Regions from separate parts of the Sus scrofa genome. Here region 1 is linked to region 2. The links are chromatin contacts, called in public HiChIP or PLAC-seq maps. All regions are on one chromosome and are shown on one strand. The core of a region is the stretch at or near the end of the contact, and the rest is flanking DNA. Distances in the headings are between cores, read along the strand shown. Region 1 overlaps CDK6 (a long non-coding RNA gene). Region 2 overlaps CDK6 (a long non-coding RNA gene).

Region 1 (4,707 bases), core at 309-2,808, 50 kb after region 2:
ACTTCCTGCTCAGGTACAAAGACATCTGCTCATGATCACTTACGTCGGCTTCGACTCATGATGTGACAATCAGCCATTTATTCATCCCATCTTTGGTCATCAGTGAACCCATCGCACAGTACAGGGGGTACAGGAGATGGAGTAAGAGAGTGAGTCCTGGACTGAGCTGTGGAGACGTGGGTGTTAGTTTCAAACAGACAACCAAATAACCTCTGTGTACTGTCTTGCAAAAAAAAGTCATTCTATATCTTTGGACCCCGGTTTCCTCAATGATAAAATCAAGAGATCACGTCACATTATTTCTAAAGTCCTCCTGGCCCTAGAGTCCAATAATCAAGAACAAATAAACTCTACCTGCACAGTGACACTAGCGGACACTGCACTGTGGACCCATGCATCCGAGTCAGTGAGGCTGCTCCCAGAACCTTCACAGTTAGAGAGGAATAAGTACAGGACATTAATAAGTACACAACAGACTTTGGGATTCCATAAAGCAAAACTGAAATTCCAGAAGAGACTGGGAAAAACCTTTCAGAGTATATTTCGGCTCAGGAGGCAAAAGGCAAAGACACACATCTCTTATCAGCTGCAGCGAGAGGCTAGAGGAGAGTTGTGTCTGCATTTCTATGCAATGTGGTGGGGGCTGTTGTTGGTCTTTTCAGAATAAAACATCATTATTCAAGGAGGAGTGCATAGTGACTGACCTTTCAGTAGGCAAGCAAACAAATTTATTACAAAATGTGCTCACAGTTGTCATTTCAGAAGAAAAGGCTAAGATTTTATATGCCTGCTTCTGAAATAGTCACTTAAAAAAAAAAAAAAGAATGGCACAGGGTATAATTTTTTCTGCCCTGACCCACTGTAACATGTGGATTGATCAAAATGAATTCCCTATTTGTGTTAGAAACATTAGAAATCACTGAAGAGAAAAACTATTATGTCAAATGACTGAAATTACATGAAATTACTTAAAATGGGGGAAGATCTGAACCCCCCTATAACACATGAAAACATTCAGGAGGGAGAAATTTAAGCTACATCTATTGTCTCTGGAAATTTCATTCTGTTCTCACACAACTGAATCAATGAAGGTTATTTATAAATATGTAGCTAATAGACTTTTGAAGAACCAGATATGAATGGCAGCATACATATATGAACCTTCTTGGTTTCTTTTAAACATCATCAAACGATGGTCCTAGGACTAAGACGACTTTATTTAAATAAATTGAAAAAAAAAAAAACCCAAAACCCTGCAACTTTTTTGTTGATGACTGAAGAACTCTGAGTTTTAAGACAGAAAAACAAGAAGCAATGCTCAAGGTAATAAGTGCTTTCATGTTACCAGTTCTCATATCGGAGGGCACTGGATTGAGCTAAAGGACAAAGAGATAAGGGCAATATTGCGAGTTACTAACAAATGGCAGATAAAAGAGCTCTTCTGGGTTCTGATTAAGTGACAGCATTCTACACATTCTTTTGACTTGAGAAAGTCAGACGGAGAGCAGCAGCGAAGTTCCATGTGAAGCCCTGCTAAATAAGCATATCTGCATGCTTCCACATTCCAGCGGGACAGGGTTCCTGTCCTGGCCCCGAACAGAAACATGCTCTCTGTGCTCACAGCAAGAACCCGCCTGTGCCTCGGCTTCCATAAAAAAGCATAAATGTATATGCTGAAAGCACAGAGAGGTTTTGTGCTGTGGGATGTGGTGGCCGGGAGCCAATGTTTACAGTCCCCTGGGTGGGAAAGGCCGGGTGAAAGGCTCAGGACGGCAGGCTTTAAAAGTCTTTGCTGTTGCCGCCGGTGACCTTCGCCTCTGTTTTCAAAGCAGCTCTCAGGTTAACCCCTTGGAGTCTGCGTGCACGGGGGCTGCACAAAGGAAATACCTTTCTTTGAAGGACACCTCTCACACGCACATCGGTTTCTGATTTCAGTCGGGGCAGCTCAGAAACACTGGATAAAGAAGCATGTATTTAATCTGCTGTGGGACCCATGGGCGCGTCAGGGGTATCGGATCTGGATTTCCATGTGTGCAAGTGTTCCACAAAGTGAAAGTTTCCAGCTTCAGGCAATGGACTCAAGCTTACAAACTGGGGGATTGTGAAACACGAGCATATTTGGTCTCCCGGGGAGAAGGAAGCATCCAATTTATGCAGAAATGCTCTTTTCCTGGCTAGCCAATGAGAGGCGAGGCTATGAGAGTGGGGCTTCCTATAGGGATCTCTGGACTGGAAGAATGGTGCTTAAAATTAAAGACAGGCTAAATTGCTAACAGCCCAACTTAAAAAGCAGCTGAAGAGAAAAAGCCAATTGTAGAAATGAGAAGGGAGTTTTCCAGTTTTAAGTTAAAGCTGACCATATTCAAATTATTATTGAAGTTTCTACTGTTTCGGCTGAGGAGAATTAATAATCTTTTATACCTAATTTTTAAGACGTAAAGATCCTATTGAAAAAAACTTACCACATATGTGTGTATTTTAGTACAGTCTTTCCTAAATGACTCGAGAAGTTTTTCAATAGTAATATTATTTCAGGCCTTAAAATGTTTTCAGGACCTAAGATTTATTTTGAGAAAAAGTGGTCCGACGTCAGGGACTCAGGTCTATTTTAACAAATGCTTTGGTCCACGAGAAGTTTTGTGGATTTAAAAATGTTTAGTACATATACATGGCTCATCATTAATAATGTTGTCCCTTTATTGAACGCACAGCACACTGAACTCCTGGGGTATGGAAATGAATTGTGCAATTCTAATATCCAGAGTCTATGAATCCCTAACACATGTTTAAGGTTAAGGGTTCAGACTTCTGGAGATGGAAGTGAAAAACAGCACACACCAGAAAATGTAATTGAAACGCACAAAAGTTATTAAAATAAGTCTTATGAAAATCATTCCATCAAATACGAGACCATAATGAGAGGATCTTTCCCTTAGCATTTGGAGGTGAAGTCATGGCCTCTGCGTTACCAGGCAGCTGTCTATAGCATCATAAAGTATGCACATCCTGTGGTTAGAAGTCCACCTCTCCAAGAATGATGCTATGTGAGAATACTGTTCATTTTTTTTTTCTCAATTAATGACTGGTCTTAATAAATACTTCTGAAAACAGATACTAAAATTTCAGTTTGTCCAAGAAGGTTTAACAGTAATCAAAACCACTATCTTGGCTTTCATTACAGACCAAACAACCTGTTCCTTGCTATCTGTTGCAGAAGTCCATGGTGATTAAGTAAATACATTCGAGTCTAGGGCAGACACTGACTAGAAATAATATTTTCAAAACTAAAAGAAACCTCAGAGAGTCACAACAGAGAAGATGCAATAACAGCCAAAGTTTATCGTGGGTTTTCTACATGTCTGGCACTTCACTAAAAACTTTACAAATTTTATGTCATTTAAATCCTGGAATTACTTGTGAGGGGGGCACTGCGAGTTTAACCCACATTCTAGGTAGGAAACTGATGTTCAGAACACGTTAATAACTATAGTTAGCCACATGTCATAATAGGCTAGAATTCAAATGCAGTGTAACCCCCGAGGCTGCAGGTATGACCACTGGGCATGACAGCCATATATGCAAACAGATCACCACCACGGCAAAAGAAGCCCCCGGCAAAGTATTTCACAGCTCTAACAGTTTTGTATACATCATTACCATCATCATCATCATCATCATCATCATTGTCACTGGGGACCCCAAGGCTGATCAATCTTTCAAGAAGGAAGCTGTGTCCAGTTGCAGATTTTTCATTTTATTACTCAGTCCAAACAGTAATATTTGATTTCTAGCTGAGGGCATGAAACTGCCATACTTTGTTTCTGCAATAGATTTGTGAACATTTACATATGATTTTTGCATTTTAAATGGGTTCTATAAGACGCAAAAGGGATTGTCCTTACCACAAATTTTCGTGGTCTACGAACCAGCTGAGGGATATTTTATCTGCAGGCTATAAGATCTCATCACTCCTGGCTGGCCCCCTGACTCTCATCCTAAGTTTTCAAGACAGCGTTTCTCTTTTGTCTCCGTAAACGAATCTTGTCTATAAAAAATTGTTGTTAAATCAAAGAAATAATTGTTGCCATCTTTTATATGGTAATGACATGTCACTTAAAAGAAGTTTTCGGCTTAGACTTGGTTTTGGAAGCAGCTTCTAAATGACTAAGAACATTACAGCTATCCATGAACTTTAATTATCGCAATGTAATTATTAGGAACAACTAGTTACAACTGAGCTTCTCCACACACAGTATAAAGTTAAAACTGTACAAATGAAGCCAAAATATGCACAGCTAAAAGGAATGCTACAGGGGGGCCTCTCTTAGTGAACAAAGCAAGCTCAGTTTGGCTCTTTTTCCTTCGTGCTACCACATCCGCACATCGTTAGTTGGAAAATTCCTGATATATGCTGTAATTTTCTTGCGCTTTTTCCCCCCCAGTACACTTGTGGCTTTAATGTCCAGATGCCATTTTCCCCCTTATCTGTCCCTGTTTGGTGCTCTTCCAGCTACGGTCAACAATTAATACAGCCAAAGAAAAAATACAGTACACTCCCTGGCAACTGGTAGAGCCTCGCAGGAAATACCAAATAAAAACTTGATTATGTATTGTTTAACCATTTTGTTTGCCTGTAGGCCACCCCGTCGTTGGTGTAATTCAGACGGCCATGCTTCATCTGGACGGTCTGAGCGCTGCACCATTGTT
Region 2 (4,969 bases), core at 314-2,813:
AAAGGATGACACAGAAGAGGAAGAGCTGATGAGGTCTATTCATTTCTCTTTCATCTTTAGCAACAACTGGAATTTTCAAGTGCTTTTCAAGGGTTGTTGACAACTCGGGTTCTGTTAAGCAGGTCAACCACTGCCTTACAATCCCATATGCTTTATCACTAATGCCTTCTCCACCCAGTTCAAAACATCACAAATATGACACAAATGAGATTTGACTATCCAGTCTAGAACGATCCTCATTTTTTTCCCCCTCCATACAAAGAAGCACTTCAGAATCAGGGACAAGACGAATGCTCTTTGCATCTCGCAGAGTTCATCCAAGTGTACTAGTTGTTTCTCCCCCGTGGAACTGTCCTATCAGCTTTAGGAAAGATGATGAAAGAAAAGAAATGGGCCCAGAGGATCCAGAGAAAACAAGGCCACACTTGCTTTTCATGTGGGCCCTTAGTGGGGAAGAGTGGAAGGCAAAAGCAGGGAACTGGGTCCAAATTTTTTTCTATCAATGCTGTGGTCTGAGGCACTCAAAACCAGAAGGCTTTTAGGGCCAGCACCGGGGAGTTCTGACCTGCCTTCTTTGCATTTCTGGAAATGGCTATTTCATTATTATCTTACAAGCAGAAATTCAGCAGCGTTAGCTGAAGGCAACAGCATGAAGACTCAGGGTCTTCTTTTATTAGAATCCAACTGCGCTTTTCTCTGCAAGAAGGGACGCTCCCTGAGGATATGTGGGGTTGGAACTGGACGCCACACATAGCTAAGAAGGGGCATTTTGGATGTTTAGAGAATCATGATTATTTTTTCGGTGTGTGTGTACAAAGACTGTAATAAAATGGTCCCGTGCTTGCTTTCTTTTTCTTTTTCTTTCTTTTTTTTTTCTTTTTTTTTCCTTTTCTAGGGCCGCTCCCGTGGCATATGGAGGTTCCCAGGTTAGGGGTCGAATCGGAGCTATAGCCACTGGCCTACGCCAGAGCCACAGCAACGCGGGATCCGAGCCGCGTCTGCAACCTATGCCACAGCTCACGGCAATGCCGGATCCTTAACCCACTGAGCAAGGCAAGGGACTGAACCCGCAACCTCATGGTTCGTAGTCGGATTCGTTAATCACTGTGCCACGACGGGAACTCTGGTCCCGTGCTTTCTTTATGGAGCAATTTGATGTTCTGAGACCCTCTATTTCCTGGCTTCCAGAAACCTATTTTTCTCTCCATCATAATATTTCCTCTAAGTACAGAATAATTAACCCTCATGACTAATCTAGTCTCATAGGAAAAAGGCTTGTGAAACCTGTCTCTGGTGCCCATAATAAGTGTGCACAGAATAAGCACAGAAGGCCACGGTAAGTACTGTGTACAGAGTGAGAAGGCCCAAACTCCTTTCCCAAGGCCTAATCCACCCCGAGGCAGAGGGAGGAAAGCCAGTCCTCTAACTACTGGGGCAGCCATTTTCGAGGTTCCCTCTGTCACACAAAAATGATGCAGGACAGCTGCTCTCTGGCTCTCCTCCGTCTGCCAGGGGAACTCCACACCACCTGACCAAAGCTGTCACCACCTGAGGCTGCCACGTGGGCTCCAGATTGTGAGGGCATGGGGTCAGATAGGTGGCTTATGCTGTGCCACCGCAGTGCTGTGGATCCAGTGAGGCCAGTGGGCAGCCAGAGGCCTCTCTGGAACAGCTTGGCCACCTGTCTGCGAGGGAAGACAAATCCCATTTCATGAGGTTTGGCATGGAAAGCAAATCGTCCACTCCTATGTCCAAAAGCACTTGCGTGGTGGAAGGAAAAAGAGGAGAAAAGGGTAGACAGAGCCCAAGGGTGGATGTAAAACCGGATCTCTTCGGGGATGGACGTTCTGGTTAATCTGGTTTGAAATCAAGGTTTTTTTCACCCGGCTCTCATCAATCTTAAGCTGTATTTCCCAGGCTTTTAAGGTAATTCTCTTAATGAAGTAATGCAATGCCAAAGACATGGCATCACGGGGCTTTGCCCTTTCCTGCCTTTCAAAGGCCAACAAAACCATCATTCCCTAACACAGCCACACAGGAAAAAAGATAAAAGATGAGGCTTATCTTGTTGTTAAGCTATTGTGTTACCAGCATGTCAGCGGCACAAGAAAGATAAGCAAAGGCTTGCAAAATACGGTGACTGAAGCCTCACCTGATATGCAGTTTCTGTCTTGCTGAGGGCACACAAGATAATAAGATTTCAAACTCATTAGAAACTGTGCCTGTTCATGGTTTTAGAAGTGAGCTTCTACAACACAGGGAGAGCTCCTGATTACTTTGCAGTGAAGCCACCATCACAAACAGGATTTCCTAAAGAGGTCTTAGGGCAAGGAAGCTTCATTCTCACTTTGGCTCTGCCATCTGGGCGGCCCTGCTGCTCCGCCCCTACAGTAAACAGGCAGTTAGAGGGGACCAGGGAACACCCCTGCCTATTGTTCCTCAGTCCTCTCACTTCCCTTTCATCTCTGGTAATAGCTGGAATTTATGAGCACACACGCTGACCTTCCAAGCTTTTCCTTCAGGGTTTATTTACTTCTCAGATCCTCCTTAGAAGGGCTCCGTCTTTTGTCCCCCCCGCTCCCTTCCCCCCATTCCAGCTGTATTTTCCCAAAGGTGTGGCTTCCTCGCTGTGCACTGTTAAACTGAATGGAAGAGGAGTCATAAAGGCTGTGTGCAGTTCCAACGGTGATTGTGCACGAAAGACCCTATTTCTCATTTGAAACCTACCACTCCAGCTAGGGCTCGCTTTTCCAAGAATACACTGCTATTTTGGTGGCTTGCTTGATGAAGTCCTTCCTAAAGAACCAATCGAAGAGCTCCAACAATCCAGCTCACACCTAACTTCGTGATGTCTCTATTATTCCAGTCCACAGTAATACCGAACTTTTCTAAGCTCCCTTAGTATTTAAACCTGCACCAGGTAGCTGAGCATTTACCTATGTTGAGAGTCTGACACACTGCTTGTACTATTTAAAAAAGGCCTCAGTAAACTAACGCATCATGTCCGCTTTTCTTATTTTCTCAAATAGACTGTAATCTCTTTGAGGTCCTGGCCACAGACTTTGGTACGTGTAAGTGAGAAGTGATTTCACATCTTTGCTATCTCCCACAGGGCCCAGAATCATCTTAACCACCTAGTCCTTCAAAGAATATTTGAGAAATCATAGGAGCCCCTGGTTTCCGTGAGTTTCATTTCCTTCACATCAGAATTATCCAAAGGAACAGTGCTGGGACCAGCATCTATTTAATATGTTTACATCATTTCAGTTAGTAAAAAATGATGTAACATATCTAAATTAAAATTTGTGTGCTTTCTGGGGCTGTAAAATAAGAAACAAACCTCACTGAAGAAAAAATCTGAGATTGTGTGCCTAGGGAGAAATATGGTAAAACTATTTTGAAGAAGGCATAGACCAAATAATGCATTTGGCCCATTTTATGCCAAGCTACTCAGAATGATAGGCTCTGAGCTACCTGGGCTGTAATATGTTCATTTATTCATTATTTATTTGCTCAGTGTCCACTTTATGCCATGCTCTGTTAGATATTAGGTATACGGTGGTGAGCGAAATAGAGATGGTCCAGAGTTTCGTGAGTGATGGGACAAACAGGTTTTAAGCCAGAAACTATAATAAATATGTTTTTTAGCGGCTGCTACTGTAGGGAGTAATAAAGTCTCCTGTGTCTTTAGCCCAGGAGTATTGTGTCCTCTGCCAGCATCCATGAAAGAAACTGTGGCAGGCTAATTCGTTAGCTTTCAAGCAGTATAAAATCTCAGATCCATCACAGTTCTTGGTGTCTGTCAACTTACAGACTGAAGAATGAGGATTTTTTTTTTTTTTTTTTTGTCTTTTTAGGGTTGCACCCTCAGCATATGTAGGTTCCCAGGCTGGGGGACGCATCAGAGCTGTAGCCACCAGCCTACACCACAGCCACAGCAACGCCAGATCTGAGCCGCATCTGTGACCTCCTAGTTGGGTTTGTTACTGCTGAGCCATGACGGGAACTCCAAGAAAGAGGACTTTTTAGTTTAGAAAGGAACACACCAAAAAGAGGGTAAGGCTGAAGTCTACAAAGTCAGTAAGAGGAAACTTGGTTGTGTTCACCGATTTTGAATATCAAGTCAAGGAATCAATCCCTAACATCTGGGAGACGTAAGTTCAGAACAAAAGAAAGGAATGTCTTCACTAATCTTACGGAAACTGCCGTCTCAATAAATAGTGCTGGTTGCAAATACAAACTGTTTTTAAAAAGGCCTCAGTAAACTTATGGATGACAGACATGGACTGCCCAACTGATGCACATTTGATGCCTCAGTCTTTGCCAAGGGAGCATCATGTCCTTCTACGACCCTTATTATCTGTCTCAGAGCAGGACTACTGGGAAAGGTCATTACCTGAGTCCGAGAGGGGCTGTTTTTAATCAACAAAATAAGAATTAGATTCTCCTTCACTTTACCTAAGTCTGACTTGGATATACACACATAGACACATATATCTGGGATCTGTAACTATAAAATCTCCTTTAGAACCAGCTATAAGTCACAAAAATCTTAATTGGTAAATATTAAATAATCTCAGTAAAATATACTCCTATTTCAGGGCAGTTGTTTCCCAAGCTGGACGTGCAAAACACTTCCAGGAAATCCTGAGGCATCTTGAAAACTATGTTCCATGGTCAAATGTGTTTGGGGAACAATGCACTATATATCTTTGAACATTTAAAATTCACATTAATAATAAGGGCTCTGATAAGTCCTGAGTAGGAGACTTTTTTTATAAACCTAGAATTACCCGTTATTTTAATATTATTCTACTATTTCACAGCATGCCTATTACCTCATCTTATGAAATACCATTCCATGAGATAACAGATAGAGAATGTTCTTTTAAGGTGTTAAAAAAAAGAAGATCTTGGAGTTCCCGTCGTGGCTCAGTGGTTAATGGACCCAGCTAGTATCCATAAGGAC

Evidence for each region. HiChIP or PLAC-seq counts read pairs in DNA pulled down with a chosen protein or histone mark.
Region 1: an H3K27ac HiChIP or PLAC-seq map of skeletal muscle shows a contact between it and region 2. The contact joins two enhancer-like sites. A contact is called at or near these places in 4 of 47 Hi-C or Micro-C datasets (adipocytes, embryonic fibroblasts, fibroblasts and 1 more) and 2 of 2 datasets of contacts at active chromatin or transcription factors (alveolar macrophages and skeletal muscle).

The regions. Positions count from the first base shown.
Region 1 is chr9:72,612,068-72,616,774 of Sscrofa11.1, forward strand. All of the region lies in intron 4 of CDK6 (a long non-coding RNA gene), which reads right to left. Among named protein-coding and RNA genes, the nearest start is that of FAM133B, 110 kb to the left of the region's middle. Within about 2 kb of position 1,559, at least 50 of the 83 cell types and tissues checked have an H3K27ac peak or open chromatin away from gene starts, as enhancers often do. A contact at or near this core is called in omental adipose tissue and skeletal muscle, where this site is marked.
Region 2 is chr9:72,562,463-72,567,431 of Sscrofa11.1, forward strand. The region is part of intron 5 of CDK6 (a long non-coding RNA gene); the gene reads right to left. Among named protein-coding and RNA genes, the nearest start is that of FAM133B, 61 kb to the left of the region's middle. Within about 2 kb of position 1,564, at least 19 of the 83 cell types and tissues checked have an H3K27ac peak or open chromatin away from gene starts, as enhancers often do. A contact at or near this core is called in omental adipose tissue and skeletal muscle, where this site is marked.